2 separate regions of the Sus scrofa genome follow, and region 1 is linked to region 2. A link is a contact called in public HiChIP or PLAC-seq data. All regions are on one chromosome and are shown on one strand. The core of a region is the stretch at or near the end of the contact, and the rest is flanking DNA. Distances in the headings are between cores, read along the strand shown. Region 1 has its middle 11 kb from the start of DENND5A. Region 2 overlaps IPO7 (importin-7).

Region 1 (2,700 bases), core at 161-2,660, 110 kb before region 2:
GGAGCTCATTGCTTATCCACTCCCAATACAACAGTCTGCATCTACTAAGCCCCAACTCCCAGTCCTTCCCACTCCCTCCCCCTCCCCCTTGGCAACCACAAGTCTGTTCTCCAAGTCCATGACTGTCTTTTCGGTGGAAAGGTTCCTTTGTGCCGTATAATAGATTCCAGATATAAGTGATATCGTATGGTATTTGTCTTTCTCTTTCTGACTTACTTCACTTAGCTTGAGAGTCTCTAGTTCCACCCATGTTGCTGCGAATGGCATTATTTTGTTCTTTTTTGTGACTGAGTAGTATTCCATTGTGTGTGTGTGTGTGTGTGTGTGTGTGTGTGTGTGTGTGTGTGTATGACACAATCCATTCATGTGTCAATGGACATTTAGGTTGTTTCCACGTCTTGGCTCTGGCGAACAGCAGTGCAGTGAACATAGGGGGGCATGTATCTTTTTCAATGAAAGTTTTCTCTGGATATATGCCCAGGAGTGGGATTGCTGGGTCATATGGTAGTTCTATATTTAGTTTTCTGAGTTCTGTTCATTTCCACTGAGCCACAGTGGGAACTCCCCAATAGCTGCATCTCTGAAAGTCCTTTGCTGCTTTTCCACCCCAGGGGCCCTATAATTAGAAAGACGTGTGTGAAACAAACTGCACTGATAGTCAATTTTCACATCTTTTGTTAATAAAACATACATTAATCTGATGTTCGAACCTTTTAATTAATGCAAGTTACAGAGACACAAAGTTAATGTAATTCTACCCAAAAGCAAGGGAAAAGGAGGGGTATGGGTGTTTTGTTTGTTTGTTTGTTTGTTTGAAGCCTCTAGAGGCTTCTCCTAGATAAAAGCACTATCTCATCCCCTAGGAGGAAACTATCCAAAAGCCCCCGCCAAGGCAGTCTTCATGGGCCCCCAGGGACAAGGCGATATAAAAGGAGGAACTACAGGGTTTTGGGTTTTTTTTCTTTTTTGGCTGCCCTGAGGTTATTACAAGAATGTCGCATAACTAAGAATGTGCAAGGATCAGATATGAGCTGCAGTGGGGACCTAAGCCACAGCCGCAGCCACTAGGGATCCTTAACCCACTGTGCCGGGGCGGGGGGGGCGGGAATGGAACCTGCTTCCCAGGGCCGCATCCACAGCCGGAACTCCAGGAACTTCAGGTCCCGCTTCTCAGCCGAATGCCTCTGAGACGGCCTTCGGAGCTGTGCCTGGGCCACCCTCTGGCCTCTGCCCGACGCCTGCCTGCCGTCCTCGAGGTCCGCCACACTCGGGGCGCGAGTTCTGTTCGTGCCTCTGACCCCTGAGGACGCTGAGGATGACAGCAGGGCTGCCCTCACGCTTGCGCAGGCTGAGCGTTGCCCAAGACCCCATCCCCGGGCGTCCCTGTTAACCGATGCCGTTATTACGGTTTCCAACAGATGGCAGTGAAGCAGCCCCAGAAAGGAGCGCTTTTCCTCCCCACCTCGCAGTACCAGCTGCCAGTGGGGCCGCCTTTGTGTGCGCTGCCCGACCTTCTGGGAACCAGAGGGGCCTCAGGGAACTGGGAGGAGAACAGCAGCCGTGCTCGCTCTCTCGCCTTCATGGCTGCGCCCTGTCCCTCGGCCCCTGCTCCTCGCCTCCCAGCCTCTCTCTGCTGTTTACAAGGGCTCTGTGCTGGACACAGCAGTGGGAGTCCGTGTCCGTTCTGACCTCCTTCTATTACACCCAGGGGCACCTCCTTAGGTGTCACACCCATGCTCAGAGCTCTGTGTTCAGGAGGGCTCCTGCCATCATATATAAATACACACGATGCATATACACTTATATACTCATATACATACGTCATACATACATCATTTATATACATCACATATATATAATATATATATCTTAGGGCCGCATCTACAGCCTATGGAAGTTCCTGGGTAGGGGTTGAAGGGAGCTGCAGCTGCCAGCCTGCACCATAGCCACAGCCACACCAGATCTGAGCTGCATCAGCAACCTATGCTGCAGCTTGTGGCAAGCTGGATCCTTAACACACTGAGGCCAGGGATCAAACTGCATACACAAGGACACTGTGTCAGGTTCTTAACCCACTGAGCCGTAATGGGAACTCCCATCGGACAATTCTCAATGATGTTTTCTTTGAACTTGTGTCCTTCAGGTGAAGTCTGAGAGGATAAGGATGCATGCACGTGAGCAGGTGCTATATGAGCAACACGTACATCCGCTGTGCCTCGCTGCCTCACACCTGTACAGTGCCTGCAAGGCCCCATGGGCGGAGACCGGCAGTGCCTCTGTGGTGCATGGGAATTCGGCGAGACTCAAAGCCGGCACAGGCAAGCATGCTCTTTGGTACCTGCATGAGCAAGGGTGCTGGCTATCCTGACAAGGTGTGCTTTCTATCCAAGACAGAAATTGCTTCTAACACAGAAGGAGGCCGATAGCATTCCGAAAAACACACAAACTGAGGAACCACAGCATATTCTTAGTTACGTGACCTTCTTGCAGTAACCAGCGACTTGCTAAAAACGGTGAGATAGAGGGAAAGGGCAAAATGGGGCGACCCAGAGTTCCTTTTTTGCAGTACTTTCTTACTGTCAGTCGGTCAGAGGGGAAGGTTGGTAGAACGCGGGCTCATCAAGAAGACGGCAGAGCCGCTCTTGGCAGCATTTCCACTATTCATGTGAGAGTGAAATGGGTGTGCACATCCGAGCTTCG
Region 2 (2,700 bases), core at 50-2,549:
CTGCGCCCTGATGGGAACTCCGGAAGAGAATCACTTTTGTTTATAACTAGTACTGTCAGATTCTAGCAGTTCATTCCAGGAGTTCACAATTTGATGTCAGAGATAACATGTATACGCTGTAATATTTATGGCCTAAAAAAGTACCATATACTGGCCTTTGTGGGCTAAAAATATAAATATGCTTTTTTTGCTCTCACTGCCCCTAGGTGATCACAGCTACTTCCAAGGCATCTTTTTTGTTGTTGTTGATTCATTAAGTTATTCTTTTAATAAATTTGATGAATATTTTTTGTCTTTTTGCCTTTTGATGGCCGCTCCCGCGGCATATGGAGGCTCCCAGACTAGCGGTCTAATCGGAGCTGTAGCCACCGGCGGACACCAGAGCCACAGCAACGAGGGATCCAAGCCGAGTCTGTGACCTACACCACAGCTCACGGCAATGCCGGATCCTTAACTCACTAAGCAAGGCCAGGAATCTAACCCGTAATCTCATGGTTCCTAGTCGGATTCGTTAACTACTGAGCCACGACGGGAACTCCCTGTTGAGTATTTTAAATACGAGACATATCTGGGTATACAAACTGGGTATACAAACAGTGAAGTCCCTACTCTCAGTGGAACTTGAGTAACAGGAGAGGCAGACATAAAGCCAGTCTACAAATACGATAATTACCAGTGTGTGATAAATGTTATGAAGGAAAGAAACCTTGGAGCTTATGAGAGTAATAGTAATACTTAGCTAGCGTGATTGGTGAGGAAATGCTTCTCTAAGGAAATGTTTAAGCTGAGACTTAAACACTGTGAACCTGTGGACCAGTGGTTGCTGTGGTGGAGCATTGGAGAGAAGAGTGTTGCAGGTAGAAAGGCACAGCGTGTATGAACACTGAAATCGGTAACATGTTTATTGTAGAAAGAACCTAAAAAAGACGGCTGAGGTGGGGCAGTGGAGGGGATGAGAGGTTTCTTTAACTGAAGCTGAAGAAATAGGCAGGGGCAAGATCATACAGGGTCTTTTAGCTGTTGGAAAATAGAGCAGAAACTTGTTAAAAGGTTTGCTTAAAGGGGATTCGTTTGCAGTTTTAAAGATCATGGGCTGCTAAATGGAGAATGGTGGGGGTGGCACATGGTTGCATGAAGGGAAATAGACTAGGTTGGTGTTCCTGGGAACGGAGAAAGCAGATGTGTTAACTTTATCAGCATTTTGGAGATAGAATTGACAAGGTCTGGTCTTGAATTGAGGTGGAGGAGGGCGGTACTAAAGACGACATTCTGTTTTCAGGCAGGAGTAACCGAGGGTAGTGATGACAAGGGTTGGGAGAGCTGGTACAAGGAAGTAGGGTCCCTGCTTGTAGGGAAAAAGACAGTGTGAGAGGCCTGTGAGGTAATGAAGGCAGCGATGTTAAGTAGGTTGGTTGGAGTGTCCTGGACTGGAAATGATGTGTTTGACTTACAGCTAGTATTTAAAGACAGAATAGACGAGGTCAGCTGGGGAATAGAAAAGGTGGCTTGAGACTGAGTTCTGGCACCAGGCTCTAGCATTTGTAGATAAAATGAGAAACAAGCAAAGGAGCCTGAAAAGGTGGCAGGATAATTGGTGTAGGGGTTATATAGGCAGAAGAGTGTTTCAAGAAATGATAGTGAAAAAAAAAGAATGAAAGAAAAAGGAATTCCCATTGTGGCTCAGTGGGTTAAGAACTCGACTGGTATCTGTGAGGATCTGGATTCAATTCCTGGCCTCAGTGGGTTATAAAGGATTTGGCATTGCCATGAGCTGCCACATAGGTCGCAGATGTGGCTTGGATCTGGCGTTGCTGTGATTGTGGCATAGGCCGGTGGCTGCAGCTCCCGTTTGACCCGTAGCCTGGGGAATTCCATATGCTGCAGGTACCACCATTTAAAAAAAGAAAAGAAAGAGGCTATAGTGATTAACTGTTCAGATCTGTTTAGAGTCCTGGAAAGGGTAAATTCCTCCCCTTCCTCGACCTAACCACTCCTTAAATTTAAGCATTCCTTCTGGGTGAGGAGATTCAACTTTGAGTCTTCCATAGTCTTCTAGTTCTTCCATTATACTTTATTGCATTACCTGGTTAGTTGTTTTCCTTCACCTAAGTTTCTATGAGGTCATGGGGCCTTACTGTCTTGTTCAACCCTGTATTTTTAGCTCCTGATGTAAGTGTTTTGCACTAAGAACACCCGGATAAGGAGTTCCCATTGTGGTGCAGCAGAAACGAATCTGCCTAGTAACTGTAAGGTTGTGGTTCGATCTCTGGCCTCACTCAGTGGGTTAGGGATCCTGTGTGGCCATGAGCTGTGGTACAGGTCACAGATGTCGATAGGATCCTGGGTTGCTGTGGCTGTGACGTAGGCCAGCAGCTGCAGCTCTCATTTGACCCCTAGCCTGGGAACCTCCATATGCCGTGGGTATGGCCCTGAAAGGCAAAAAAAAAAAAAAAAAAAAAAAAAAAAAAGGAGAGAGAACACCTGAATAATTTTTGGAGTGACCTAATGAATAAAGTATCACTCTGGGTCTAATATGGAAGACATTTTTTATATCCAGAGGGAAGTTTTTCTCTTTCTAAGGATGTGTTTGTAGAATGTGTGAAAAACTCTGCGAAGAGGAAACTAAAATAAAAATCACTGTTGTCCATTGTGAACATGTGCAGAAAAATACTAAAACTTGGGCTAGGAGGAGATGACATT

What was found. HiChIP or PLAC-seq counts read pairs in DNA pulled down with a chosen protein or histone mark.
Region 1: an H3K27ac HiChIP or PLAC-seq map of alveolar macrophages shows a contact between it and region 2. The contact joins two enhancer-like sites. A contact is called at or near these places in 1 of 5 promoter capture datasets (liver) and 1 of 2 datasets of contacts at active chromatin or transcription factors (alveolar macrophages).

Annotation. Positions count from the first base shown.
Region 1 is chr9:256,086-258,785 of Sscrofa11.1, reverse strand. No RefSeq gene overlaps it. Among named protein-coding and RNA genes, the nearest start is that of DENND5A, 11 kb to the left of the region's middle. Within about 2 kb of position 1,410, at least 30 of the 83 cell types and tissues checked have an H3K27ac peak or open chromatin away from gene starts, as enhancers often do. A contact at or near this core is called in alveolar macrophages, where this site is marked.
Region 2 is chr9:149,095-151,794 of Sscrofa11.1, reverse strand. All of the region lies in intron 1 of IPO7 (importin-7), which reads left to right. Among named protein-coding and RNA genes, the nearest start is that of IPO7, 13 kb to the left of the region's middle. Within about 2 kb of position 1,299, at least 4 of the 83 cell types and tissues checked have an H3K27ac peak or open chromatin away from gene starts, as enhancers often do. A contact at or near this core is called in alveolar macrophages, where this site is marked.